4 separate regions of the Mus musculus genome follow, and regions 2, 3 and 4 are each linked to region 1. A link is a contact called in public HiChIP or PLAC-seq data. All regions are on one chromosome and are shown on one strand. The core of a region is the stretch at or near the end of the contact, and the rest is flanking DNA. Distances in the headings are between cores, read along the strand shown. Region 1 holds the start of Cpd (carboxypeptidase D). Region 2 holds the start of Coro6 (coronin 6). Region 3 holds the start of Gemin4 (gem nuclear organelle associated protein 4). Region 4 overlaps Myo18a (myosin XVIIIA).

Evidence for each region. HiChIP or PLAC-seq counts read pairs in DNA pulled down with a chosen protein or histone mark.
Region 2: an H3K4me3 HiChIP or PLAC-seq map of embryonic forebrain shows a contact between it and region 1, with 2.2 times the contacts expected there. The contact joins the promoter of Coro6 here to the promoter of Cpd in region 1. A contact is called at or near these places in 1 of 39 promoter capture datasets (embryonic stem cells), 3 of 115 datasets of contacts at active chromatin or transcription factors (the 230-238 cell line, embryonic forebrain and pancreatic cancer cells) and 2 of 9 other capture datasets (embryonic stem cells and macrophages).
Region 3: a contact with region 1 is called in a FOXA1 HiChIP or PLAC-seq map of pancreatic cancer cells. The contact joins the promoter of Gemin4 here to the promoter of Cpd in region 1. A contact is called at or near these places in 2 of 39 promoter capture datasets (liver and stem cell-derived epiblast-like cells), 1 of 484 Hi-C or Micro-C datasets (embryonic stem cells), 1 of 115 datasets of contacts at active chromatin or transcription factors (pancreatic cancer cells) and 1 of 9 other capture datasets (adipose tissue).
Region 4: an HNF4G HiChIP or PLAC-seq map of pancreatic cancer cells shows a contact between it and region 1. The contact joins the enhancer-like site here to the promoter of Cpd in region 1. A contact is called at or near these places in 2 of 39 promoter capture datasets (hippocampal neurons and pre-B cells) and 2 of 115 datasets of contacts at active chromatin or transcription factors (astrocytes and pancreatic cancer cells).

Annotation. Positions count from the first base shown.
Region 1 is chr11:76,845,003-76,848,294 of GRCm38.p6, forward strand. Cpd (carboxypeptidase D) reads right to left here and starts at 2,006. Exons shown (of 21, transcript NM_007754.2): 1 at 1,222-2,006. The coding sequence starts at 1,964.
Region 2 is chr11:77,462,176-77,465,357 of GRCm38.p6, forward strand. It overlaps Coro6 (coronin 6), which reads left to right and starts at 1,736. Exons shown (of 10, transcript NM_139128.2): 1 at 1,736-1,935. The coding sequence starts at 1,738.
Region 3 is chr11:76,215,765-76,219,023 of GRCm38.p6, forward strand. It overlaps Gemin4 (gem nuclear organelle associated protein 4), which reads right to left and starts at 1,808. Exons shown (of 2, transcript NM_177367.3): 1 at 1,714-1,808. The coding sequence starts at 1,723. Dbil5 (diazepam binding inhibitor-like 5) reads left to right here and starts at 1,849. Exons shown (of 2, transcript NM_021294.2): 1 at 1,849-1,984; 2 at 2,463-2,901. The coding sequence starts at 2,508. The coding sequence ends at 2,771.
Region 4 is chr11:77,781,609-77,784,721 of GRCm38.p6, forward strand. The region is part of intron 1 of Myo18a (myosin XVIIIA); the gene reads left to right. Among named protein-coding and RNA genes, the nearest start is that of Gm10277, 5.5 kb to the right of the region's middle. Within about 2 kb of position 1,648, at least 162 of the 459 cell types and tissues checked have an H3K27ac peak or open chromatin away from gene starts, as enhancers often do. A contact at or near this core is called in astrocytes and pancreatic cancer cells, where this site is marked.

The DNA of each region.
Region 1 (3,292 bases), core at 756-3,255:
GTCAAAAAAACCTTCAACTCATGATACAAAGATCCCAACTACCGCCCTCAAAAGCCTTACGAAGATACACATAGGGAATATGCTGGCACAGCTGGTGCTCTAGAAAGGAAAGAGGTACAGGTTTACTTCAGACAAGAAGACTCTATCTGGAGTAAGTACCATCTTCCTCCATTCCTCCTTCCTCTTACTATTCATCTCTGAAGAGTTAGATCATAGCCCCTCTCCAAGAGATATGTTTGCAGCTCATGCACATTTTGTCATGGGGCACAGTTTCTGTCAAGTTTTAACTGAGTAAACCTCTCATATGTAGTTATAACAGCTCTTGTTACATACTAGGTTTTGAAGGTCCTCATACTTCTACTTTTTACCTTTTAAAACCCCACGCGGGCTGGAGAGCTGGCTCAGCCCGTTAAAGGCTAGGCTCACAACCAAAAATATAAAACCCCACAGGGTGCTTAAATGTTACCGATGTCAATGTCTGGCTGTACTACCGCAGTAAGAAAGAGTACAGCTGGCATCAGAAATGAAGCAGTTCTGATCTGTGGGGGTTTCCCCTTATTCCATACTCCCCTAAGCAAAATCAGAAGTAAAGGCAGGAGAATGGGTTTCTATCCAGTAGCAGAGGAAGTGACTGGGGGTGTCGTTTGCTATTTCTGAACTACATTCTGTCTCCCTGGCAGTGGAGCACTGAGTAACCAGGCTTAGATTCCCCGATGTTAGTCAACCAGTCTGCCCTTCAATTTCCCCGTATGCAAAACAAGAGTACCAGTGGTGTCTAGAGGATATGAGTGGTGTCTAGGTCGCCCGGTTGTGGTCAACATCGAGTGACATAATGCAGTCGCAGAAAGTGCTTGCCACAGTGCTTCTAGTGACAAGCTTAGCTACATACATAATGAAGGTGCTAACTTAGGAATCCTTAAAATCCGTACCCGTTGCTCATATACGATGGTCTTTCAAAAATAGGGATAGAATGGGAGGGGGGAAAAAGCCCCCCGGCTTGCCCTGCACAAATGACAGCCACAAGCAGGCTTCTTTACAGTTAGCAAGAGGAAGAGGTACTGCAACCTGGCCTCCGTTCCAGTTACTGGGTGTCACTCTCCACACCGACTGCCCCCGACCCCTTAGGCTGGCAAGCACTGTTTGGGCGCCTGCTGGCTGTCAAAATAAGCCTCCTGGCCTCGAAGGCTCACGTGGGACCGAAAGCAGTCAGGCAACGCTTACTTGTTCCTGCGGATCCAGTCGATGAGGGCGCGCACCTCCGGCACCTCATCCAGGGAAGGTGGCTCGCCGGTGCTGAACTGGTCAGGGAAGCTGCGGTTGAGGTCGCGGCCTCGGCTGTTGTCACGGCCGCTGGTCCCAGGCGGGCCGCTGTCGCCGAGGCCGCAGTCACCCTCGCGGGCACGTTCGAAGCCATCCGGGTTCAGGCTGGGCAGCAAATACACGTCGGTGGTGTTGAGCAGGCGGACCAGGCGCGGGTCCCCGCGGCGGTAGCCCGACGCCAGCTCGCGGGCCAGGTAGACCAACACCTGGCGTGACACCGTCTCGTCGCCGTGCATGTTACCCACCAGCTTCACCTGCGGCCGGCCGGGCAGCAGCGGCCCCGCGGCGTCCAGCCCCGCGGCGGCGGTGGGCGGCGGCCCCAGGCCCGCTGTGAGGCGCAGCACCCACAGCGGCCGGCCCTCCACCGAGCTGCCGATGCTGAAGAGACGCGCCAGGCCGGGTGGCCCCGCGGCCGCCGCCGCTTCCAGCGCCTCGCCCAGCGCCGCTTCGTGGTAGTAGTGGTCAAACTGGCCCTCGGCCGCCTCGGAGCCGCCAACGGTTGTCGTGGTCGCCTCAGCCTTCTTGATGTGCGCCGCCTGGGCCGAGCTCCTCAGTAGCAGCAGCAGCAGCAGCAGCGGTGGCGGCGGCAGCAGACGCAGGCGTCCCAGCCGCCAGGGCGGCCGCTCATCCCGGCCGCTCGCCATCTTCCAGCAACGCCGCTAATACCGCTCCGCTCCAGCGGCTCCACACTCCGGGAGGCGGCAGCCCGCCGGATCCCCTCCGCGCCTAGCAACCCCATCCCGCCTTCCAGCCTTAGCCAATCGTAGCCTTGAATGCTTGGGTGTCACTCTAGGGGGCGGGGCTTTCCTTAAAGCGGACGATTTTCCCTCTGGGCGTGTCTCCACTCCAGTCCTTAGGGACTTTAGTCGCTTTCCTTTCCTCCACTAAGGTTCTACCCTCTGTCTTCCCGCCTCCCTATTTCCTCTTCTACTTCTCTCGTTTTGTTTTGTTTTGTTTTGTTTTGTTTTGTTTTTTGCTCAGTCTCTTCTTTATGGCTTCTCCTCTGAAATTCTCTGAGAGCTTTTACTAGCCCCCTTCTTCGTTGCAGCATTTCTTAGCTACGCTTTAATGCTTTAGAGTCAGTAATCAAAAGAATCGAAAGGTTCCAAAGATTAAAGGACTCTTGAGAAAATCAGGAAGTTAGAAAGAATCTTAATCTCCTTGGAGAATCAAAGACCTCCTTAGTCCCATCTCCTTTGCACCTTCCTCCCCGCCCCCCCCCCATCCCCCTTGATCGGTTCTGCCTGGGCTTGAGCCCATCTGCCTACATGCAGTTGAAGAGAATGAGACACCTCATAAAGCAATCAATTCTATTTTTGATTTGTCGCGTGACTAGGTATCTCCTTTATTAAGTGGAAACTTCCATAGTAGGCGCCCTCTGTCTTAATGTGGTCTTAATTGGCCATTCAAAAGTGTTGGATTGTAACTATCTTCTTTGTGTGCTGGTCTCTGCTCTCACTGAGGAGATATCGTTTTTTAGTGACCTTACCCTCCTCTCACACTTCTTTTGAGTAGGAGCATCTAGATCACCTCTATACAGCCATAGCTATAGTTTTGGAATGCTGTCTTTAAGAGATAGATTTGCCATGTCTAGAAATACCTGCTTGGCAAGTGTACTTCCCCCAAGGTATTTGGGTAAGTCCAGAAAAACCTAACCTTCCAAGTAAAGTTTAATCACGTTAGCTTGAAGAAATTTGAAGTTTGGCAATCCTTTTATCAAGCGTGAAATTCTAACCCATCTAATGACATAATTGTGATAACCATTATCATTCCCTTCTTTCGGTGCTGGATGGTTCGAGTTTCTGAACTCTAATTGAATCTTCATAGAGCCCGTGGAATTCACTGATTACTGAGTATTTATTGAGTAATTGGTGTCTGTCAAAGCTAGAAGCTGGGAAGCAAGGCATTGCTTGCATAGTTAGAGATCCAATGCAGGGATGAACAATGCAATACATCTGTGGGGACATTCCTG
Region 2 (3,182 bases), core at 486-2,985, 620 kb after region 1:
AGCCTCATCAATTGCCCTGGGTCAACGTAGACCCTCATCAAGCTACTGAGACGATTCCCCCAGAGTATCTTCTGAGGCCTCTTCGCGGCGGGTCGTGGCTGTTGGGGACAACCCCGCCCGCTGGGAACGACTAAATTAGCTGCGCGATTGCGGCAGGAATGCGGCGCGCAGGCACCTGATCTCGCGCGGTGGCTCCCATTCTCCGTGTCTCTCTTTGGACCAAGCGCCTCCCGAACCTGTATGCGAGGGACGGTGGCAGACACGAGGCACGAACACCCCGCCAGCGCACGCACACTTACTTTTCCCTTTTTACAGCGGAGTTGAGACGCCCGCCGGACTTTCGCGCGCTGGACAGGGCGTAGCCGCTCTGGCCTGGCCCTGCCCCCGTCCGGCCCCGCCCCCTCAGGTTGATGGCAGCAGCAGCTGGGACTGCAGCGGAGCCCGCAGCCGAGAGCCGCAGGCAGCGGCCGGAACACCCTGGCCCGGACGCACGGACGCCGCCTCCTCGGCCCTTCGCATACCCCGGCCCGCTCCGCAGAGGAGTCGCAGCGTGAGCACCCCCGCCCGGCTTAGGACCAGGTACCCCCCTCCCTGCCTCCGCCACCGCAGCCAACGGCGCGGGCGGGGTCTCTGGAGGGGGCAGAGGTCTGCGCCCCCCCCCCCCCCCGCCGCTAAATTCAGTTCGTCAGGGCGGACTTGGTGTCTATATTTGGCCGGACAGCGGCTGGCGAGGAGACACCTAGTCTCACAGGAACGCACTGCCGGGGCAGGAGGCTGGAGGAGGGGGCGAGTAGGCCGGCCTTCAGGCCTGGGGCTACAGAAGTGGTTTGAAGGGCACAAGGATGCCCGGGCAGGGGAGGGGCAGGAAGCAGTTGGCCTTTGGGAGAACCTGCTGTGTCCCCTTGGGAAAAGTAGCAAGCATTGCTAAGCTCCTAGCTCCAGAAGCCGAAGTCGTAGAACCAGAAAGAGGACCTCACCTCCTCCCTGGTTGCACATCTGGTCCTTGCAGGTGGGGTCGAGGGCCCCCACCCTCAAGAGAACGGACTAGCCAGCCCAGGCATCGCACCCAAGAGGCTGGACCAAAGTATGATATTTGTGTCAGATGACCATAGCCAGGACTCCCCCACCCCACCCCATCCGGAGAAATCAGTGCATGGGGAAATAGACAGAAGGAAGATCGCCCTACTCCCACATACCCCACACCACCGGAGGAATCTTTTAAAAAGAGTAGGAAGCAGGGCTAACAAAAGGACCTCTTCTCTTGGCCAAGCTGTAGAAAAAGACACACCGGCTTGAACTCAGCGATGTGAATATGGGATCTTGAGGGCTGCAGTCCTACCTAGCCTTGAGCTACGGTCCACTGACTAAAAGAGAAGGTGTTGGGTGGGGAGCCTTTCAGAGAGACAAACACTTGCAAAGAGGTCTCATACATGACTAGCAGCATGAGGGGACCCCCTGATATTCCTCCTCAAAACATTAGGTCTTGGAGGAAGTTTCAGCCCTGTGTCAGCCTCTGCTATCCCGGCTAGCCTGTGTGTCTAAGAAGCGGTGAGATTCCCCATCCTTGTCCCTCATATTAAACAACATGAGACAGATGTCAAAAACCAGCCTCCAACTTTGGTCACTTTGAAGATCCTGGCCAGATAATCCTACTCACTCACTCCTCCCTTCCACAGCTCGCAGGATTAAGGACCAACGTGCCTCTAGACTCTGATACTCCCTATCTTTGCCCCAGCCATGAGCCGGCGTGTTGTTCGGCAGAGCAAGTTCCGCCACGTGTTTGGTCAGGCAGCAAAGGCTGACCAGGCCTATGAGGACATCCGGGTATCCAAGGTCACATGGGACAGCGCCTTCTGTGCCGTCAACCCCAAATTTCTAGCCATTATTGTGGAGGCTGGAGGTGGAGGTGCCTTCATTGTCCTGCCTCTGGCCAAGGTGAGGGGTGAGGGGAAGAAAGCAATTGGGAGGGCACTGGCTAGGGTCTCTGGGATATATCCCACACTAGCCTTTTCTCACTGAAGTCCAGGCCTCCAGAAGGGCAGTCTGTGTGGACTGGGTACTCTGTCTTTGCCAAACCCACAAAGAATGGTGGAGAACAGCAACATCAGCGTGACCTGTGCGCCCGATCTCTAGGCCACAGAGCACTGTGTTCCTAGCAGAAACCAAGATGGGTGTTAGTGATGGAGATGGTTGGGATACAGCAGACCAAGGTCCAGTCAGACTCTAACCTTATCTTTACCTAGTGTCAGAGAAAGGCAGAGTCAGAGAGATGGAGAGAGACACACAGACACACACAGAAACAGAGAGAGACAGAGATACAGAGAGAGAGAGAGAGAGAGAGAGAGAGAGAGAGAGAGAGAGAGAGAGAGAGAGAGGTGTTCAGACTCTGATCCTGGGAGTGGGATGAAACTAAAAAGAGAAGTTACAATAGTCAGAGCCTTCCCTCCCCTGCACATGAGGGAAAGGGCCAGGCACTGACTGCCACCTTTGCAGACACGTAGCCATCTGTACCCCAGGAGAGATACCCCAAAGCATAACCTTGACCTAGATACTGAGCCCTATACCTTGCTAAAGAAGACCTCACAAGTGGTGGGGTCAGGACAGGCCTGACAATAGCCTATGACTCACGCTGGACAATGCAGACACCATCCAGAGACAGCATCCCAAGGGCTCACATTTCAGCCCGAGCCACCTCCTCCCCCAGTGTGACTGCCATGTCAATGGCATTTAGTCACCCTCTCTCCCAGACTATGTGCTTTGGGCCAATGCCAACCCCTGCAGAGTCTTCAGAGCTCCCACAACTTACTCATGAAGACAAAAAGAAAGACGAGTGCCAGCCCCTGGTAAGGGACACTCAGCACCAAGACTGCGTGCTGCCTATGACTCCAAGGTGAAACCAAGGGAGAGGTCTGCCCCAGGGGCTAAGCCACTGCCGTCAGAGTCACTCACTCAGACCTCTCTCTCCAGGGGCTTGCCAAAGGTCCTCCAACTTGGGGGACAGGTTCAAGCACATCCTCCTCACAGGGCATGTGGGTTCACGCCCATGAGCCCAGCACTGGGAAGACCGAGGCAAGATCAGCCTAGGCTAATCAACATAATGAGACCTTAACTTGAGTCTGGGTTCCGTGTCCTGCTGTGGGTACTTTGTTAGGTCAGCCTGTCTCTCTGAATCAGACTTCCTA
Region 3 (3,259 bases), core at 558-3,057, 630 kb before region 1:
AGCTCTCTCCTCAGTCCTCTATGCTCCCAGAAACACATCTGCCCTATTCTCATAGGCCAGAGTCGGCAGCAAAAGTACTGACTCCAGTGAACAGCTGTGGTGGCCTATCCCGTTAGTCCCAGCTCTCTAGTGATGCAGATTTTTATGAGGCAAGCCTGGTCCACGTACTGAGTTTCAGGCTAGCCAAGGCTACATCATGGCTACCATCTCAAACTTCTCCTACCCCCAGGGAAAAAAAAAAATTACTGACACCAGGCAACTAAAAAATCTCCTGGCCACTAACCATTTACTGTCACTGCCTGCCCACCCCAAATCAAGGCTCAGCACTCCCACAAAACCCAGACCTGAAGGCAATCCAGGGTTCTTTCTGTCTCAGGTTGGTCTGCCGGCCCCCGAACACATTTCCTTATAACTGTAAATGACATTTTATTGCATTAGACATCGGCTTAGCAGAGCAAATGTCTGCGGCCAAACATGTGCCTTTCAGAGACTGTGTACATGTGGCTTGAGAAAAGTCCCAGACTCAGCTCATAGCCAGGGGAAACTCAAAGGCTTTTTTTTTTTTTTTTTTTTTTAAATCAGTAGCTGGTGCTAGGAAGTGACTGGTTACTTTGGTAGGCACTGTGCTGGGTGGCATACTTGTATTTTTTTCTGAGATAGGCTCTTGTTATATAGCTGGAACTGGCTTGAAACTATACAGACCAGGTCGGCCTAGAATTTTGAGATCCTCCTGCCTCTGCTTCCAGAGTGCTAGTTAGACATAAGCTACCACACCCAGCTTGACACCTATAAAAATCATGTAATCGTCAAACTAACTTCTTGAGGATTATAACTCCTGTTTTGGAGATGGGAAGCTAGAGGCCCAGGCACAACTTTGCAAGGTGTCTCAACTAGGGAGTCAAGCCTTGGCAGCACTCTTCACAGCTGCAGGGCACGAAACTACCATTCCACACTAAAGAGCTGGCTAGGGACAAAGACATTTCTCCACAGCGTATTATTTGCAAATCTTGGAGTACTTCCCAGGACGGCCTCCTAGTCTTACCCTCTAAAGAGCACACCTAGCAGGGTGGAGAGGGTTGGCAGATGGCCACAGATTTCTATCAACTCCGCCTTACTTCCAGACCTCGCCTAGGAGGATACTCCAAACCAAGCAGCACTCGAATTCGGATTCAAAAAGTGAAATCTCAGGCTGCGCAACTCCTGCTCACAAGAGAGGGGTGGGGGTGGGGTGGTCGCTTTGCGTGAGTCAACGAATGGGGTCCTGTTATGCACGTGGTCGCAAAGAAAACGCCAAGCCTCTGGGAGAAAGACAGTATCAGTATTTTTGCTTTATGCACTAGGCGACCTAATAAGAAACATGTTCACTAACTCGGCAGTCATTTAATAACGAAGAACTCTCCGGACGTCCGTCCCTCCCAGCCCGGCATTTCCGAAACACGTGCAGTAGCCCTGAGCATTTCCAGGAGAATCAAGGCTATATTCGCTCCCGGTTTCCCACTGGGAAGACACTACGAAGGACGGAGGAGGACTCTAGGAGACCGTCATGTGGTGGGGCTACAGGATGGAGGCCGGCCTCGCGACTGCGGGTCCCCCAAAACTCCTCAAGCCCCCAGCCTCCCGAGCACCGTAGGAGCAGTGCAGAGCCTCAGCCTGCCCAGGAGGTGCTTTGGGGGGGTGCGGCCCAGGGGCCGGAGTAGGGAAGTGGGAACCCACCTAGGTCCATGGCGGCGACGCTGGCGGCGGGCTAGACCGCCCCTCCTAGTCCAAGGCCGCGAACGCGTTGCCCGCGCCACGGCACAAAGGGCGGCGCTACAGGCGCGTCACAGGCTCCGCCCACAGCGCTTCTCCGCTTCCGTGCTGTAGTCTGCTAGCCGCTGCCGTTCAAGGCGCACGCGTACTCCTCTCCAACAAGCTCGCAGCGTCGAAGCCACCCTAGCCACAGCGCCCCCTCTCGGCCTAGGCTTCCCAGCCTTCTTAACCACAGGTACTGTTGGCTGTCTCCATGTGGAACCTGACCCCTTCAGGCAAGGAGGTCGAACCCCTTAGTCCAGACCCCTCATTCACCCTCACTCAGGAACCCCGGGCAGCTCTCGCCCCGGATTCACCCACATGGAATAACTTTCCTTCAGCTGTGTACTAACCAGCAGCGGATCCACGGGATTCATCCCCCCCCCCCCCAAGACACACAAAACTCCCTATATGCTTGCTTTTCATGCTGCACTATCTCCTATAGGCAACAGCAGAGTCAACTTTCAGAGCTCATAGGTGCTTTTATAACTTTGAAGGGCAGTCACACTGGAAAAAGCTCTGCGGGGCAGGAGCAATTGAATGGATTCCTGGTCCTCGATTTGTACGTTATTAAACACACAAACGCCCCGTGTTCATCCCACACATTATCTCTTTACCCCTTCTTTCCAAGGCCTAACAATAACATGGTTTGCTTATTTCCAACTTTCTTCTAGTACCCCGCATCACTTAAAAACAGAAGCATTGCCTCTGGTATACCAATGAGCCAAGTGGAGTTTGAAATGGCCTGTGCTTCACTCAAGCAGCTGAAGGGGCCTGTGAGTGATCAGGAGAAACTGCTGGTGTACAGCTTTTACAAACAGGCCACCCAGGGCGACTGTAACATCCCTGTCCCTCCTGCCACAGATGTGAGAGCAAAGGCCAAATATGAGGCCTGGATGGTAAACAAAGGGATGTCCAAGATGGATGCCATGAGGATCTACATTGCTAAAGTGGAAGAGCTGAAGAAAAAGGAGCCATGCTAAGAGCATTTTGGCAGACACAAGGAAGTAGCATGGCTCCACTGGTAGGGGACGGGTTTAAGATTCCTGATGGCTGAAACACACTGAAAGGGTAGCAGCGTTAGCAGAAACACCAATAAATCATTCAAACTGCATGAGAGTGGAGTCTGTGGCAAAAGAGAAACTTTGAGGGTCCTGGAGAAGTATTTAGATGTGTAGAAGCCTCTCTCTGCTGGGTGAAACTCCATTAATCTGCCTTTCTGTGGTCTGACTGGCATTAATAGTCTTCCCAGTTCCACAATGTGTGTGGATATTTGGCAGAAGAGCAAAGAGGTGGGGTGAATCATGCTATTAAAATAACCAGGGGTGGGGGCTTGGATCTGTATTATCAGGGGTTATCAACACACCAAGAACCCAACAGTACAGAGGAGAAAGGGGCTCTGCCTTCTAAAGAGCTAAAGACAAATAGAAAAGCCCTCACCTAGAACACAGGTCCAGAGAAGTTAGGATTT
Region 4 (3,113 bases), core at 398-2,897, 940 kb after region 1:
GGCTTGTGAGCAGCACCCAGTTCTCATACGGTGGCTGCCTGTCCTTCGGTACAACGATCCACTAAACAGATAGCTGTTTGAAGACGCAGACTTGGGTTTTGCCAGTTTCCAAACTTCTCTGAGCCTCCACTTACTCATTCCTCCAATAAACAGTGAGGTTTGCTTAAGGGCCAGGCGTAGAGCTGGCCGAGAGGGGTTAAGTAAGACGACCTTTCCGTGTGGAAGCACAGACCTAGGTGCGGATGTACCACCAAGCACCATACTGCTTCTGCATAGGACTGAGCACAAGCACTGAAGGCTGGGAAAGAGGAAATGGCTAGGTCTGACCCTAGGAAAGGTGACAATCAGTAGAGATCACCTTAGTGGAAGTGACCCTTGATTCTAGAAAACTATATCTATCCTCTCCTCCCAGAGATTAGACTAGATAACTCCTCCCAGATTAGATTGGATAAACAGTAGTAAAGACCAGCGACTTTCCTCTAGGTCTCTCTGGGAAAGAAAGCACAGGGGACTAGCAGGTTAGCCAGTGCTGTCCTCTGTGGGTCTCCATAGAAGACAAGCATGGTTATGTAGCAGGTGAGCTGGTCTCGGGGAAGTTAGTATCTTCCCCCTGCCTAGTTGTGAAGCCATGCAAGGATGGCGCTTCCTCCCACTCCCCCGTGCGGTTTTCCATGATGATTCTCAGGCTCTTACCTAAACTTTCTCTTTAAGATAGCCTCAGGCGCTGGGGTTACAGCTCAGCATGTAGGGAAGTCCTGGGTGTTGTCCAAGTCCTGAAGTAAATAAATGAATAAATATCAAACAAAAATTGAAGGGAGAAAAGTCATTCTGGGTGTTTCCAATCCTTATCCAGGTTTCTGTAGAGGAGTCTAGGGAGAGACTGGCTGGTCAGGGTTGCCGTCATCTGGCAGGAGCACCAGAATCCCTTTGGCCATTGTGGAATTTCCAGACTCCTGGGTGGAAATGTTATGACCCACACACATTTGCTTTGTCAACAAGGTTCCAGGTGCCATCAGGAGTGGGACCTGCAGGGTGCCAGGAGATAAGGTTGTGTAGCTAGCTAGCTTCCAGGTTAGCCTGGTCCATGCTGAGCCCTGGGCTGGGATGGGGGCAGAGCTGCCAGGTGCTACTTGGGTTTGGAGTTCGATAGTGCTTCTGTTCTTAATATTTTTCCAAATGATTCTCACAGGAGTTTTAAGGGTTTTGTTTGTTTGTTTGCTTAAAACAAAAAAAAAATTATTTTATGCCAAAGCTTTAGAAACCTCTGGCATCAGAGTCTTACCTCATGAGAGCCCAAACTAAGTTTTGTTTTGATTTATTTATTATATGTAAGTATACTGTAGCTGTCTTCAGACACTCCAGAAGAGGGTGTCAGATAATTGTGAGCCACCATGTGGTTGCTGGGATTTGAACTCAGGGCCTTGGGAAGAGCAGTGAGTGCTCTTAACCACTGAGCCATCTCTTCATCCCAGTTTTGTTTTGTTTTGGCAAGTGTCAGAAGTGCAGGAAGTGCTAGGTGGAAGGTCCTGGGGGCACATGAGGGTGCACTGTCCGGGATTTCTAGGGTTCCTGAGCAGTGAGCCAAGCTAGTTCTGTTCTGCCAGGTCTCTCTTCTCTGTCCTGTGATGAACAGCAATTCCAGAGTGCTCTGGCCGCCCTGCCCGTGGGTGGTGGGCACAGTGCCTAGGCCACATTGACCGAGGTGTGGGTACATGCCCTGGTCAATGGCTGTTTTTGTAGGCACAGCTTGGCATGGGGGCAGGGTCTTAAGAGTAGCTTGCCTTGAGCCACCTAGGACACTGCCCTCTGCTTCCGGCTAATCTCTTATTTACATTGAAATGGTTCTGGAAAATACCAGATAGGCAAGCACCCTGACTGGGGTGGCTGGGGAGTGGGGTGAAGGAGTGTGTGTGTGTGTGTGTGTGTGTGGCGGGGTGGAAACACAAGTATTTTAAAAATGCTGCAAATCTCTACAGCGTTTCCCAGAAACCACAAGCATGTGCTGGGCCTGCCAGCAGGGTTCCCGCCACCCCACTACACCAAGCAGCTAGAGTCTCCCAGTGAAGCCGGGAGTGGAAGTCAGTTTGGTGGGGGTAGCGAGGGGATGGGGATGCGTGACCCAGTTGAAGTAGGGGCACCCTGCTGCCAGGACAAGACATCTGGCGCCTCCATTGTCAATCCTGTGGTAGGGAAGTGCCCTAGGCATCAGGAAAGTCTGTGGGCACCTACTGTGTCAGACAGGCTCTGTGGAGGAGTGCCATTTTCATGGTTTCCCTGCCCCCTGCTGTGCAGTTTCAGGGGGACAGGCACTTCCAGCTCCCGGATGGTGGTTGGCAGCAGCCTAGGATCTGTTAACTACAGAGGACGTTGTCAGCACAGCTTATTTTTCAGTTGGTTGGAGTTCGGTTGGGGGACGATTTCCTTAGACCCGGCTCACTGTGAGTCCCTTATTCTCACGCCAGAGGCCCCTCAGCATCAGGGTGTGGCTGTCTGCCCTGCTAACTCAGCTTCCCTTCGATTTGTGTAGACTCTGGCTTCTCTATGGTGCCCAGTCCAGTGTGGGCATGGGGGCAGATGTACCACCTAGTGGTGATTACTGGATCTAGATAAGATTCCCCTGAACCGATAAGGCGTGGGAAACAGCATGAGAAAAAAATGACAGGTGAGGCCATCAACTTCACTTGTAAACCCATGGCAGACCTCAGCCCTCTGAGGTCCCCAAGCCTAGAAACCTCTTCATCCCCTGTTTTCCTGCCGGGAAGGAAGGGGAAGCTAGGGGTGGCAGTCTTATCCTGAGACGGGCGTGACTGTGACTCTCAGAGAGTCAGCTGGAGGAAGTGAACAGCAGGCGGCAACAGCCAGTCTTCAGTGCGACTGGATGGACAGGGTAGAAGAAGGGTAGCTGAGGAAGCTTCCGGAAGGGCTGAAACAGCTGCCTTGGCAGGTTAGGGTGTGGCTCCCCCAGGATGGGAGAGGAAGACTGTGTTGTCCCTTACACAGCTTCCCTGCCAGACCCTAGATCTCGGAGGCACGGGTATAGCCTTCCCCACACATCCTCTCGTACTGTCTTTAGAATTTATGGTGGCACAGTCATTGCAGTATCGCCGGTGATA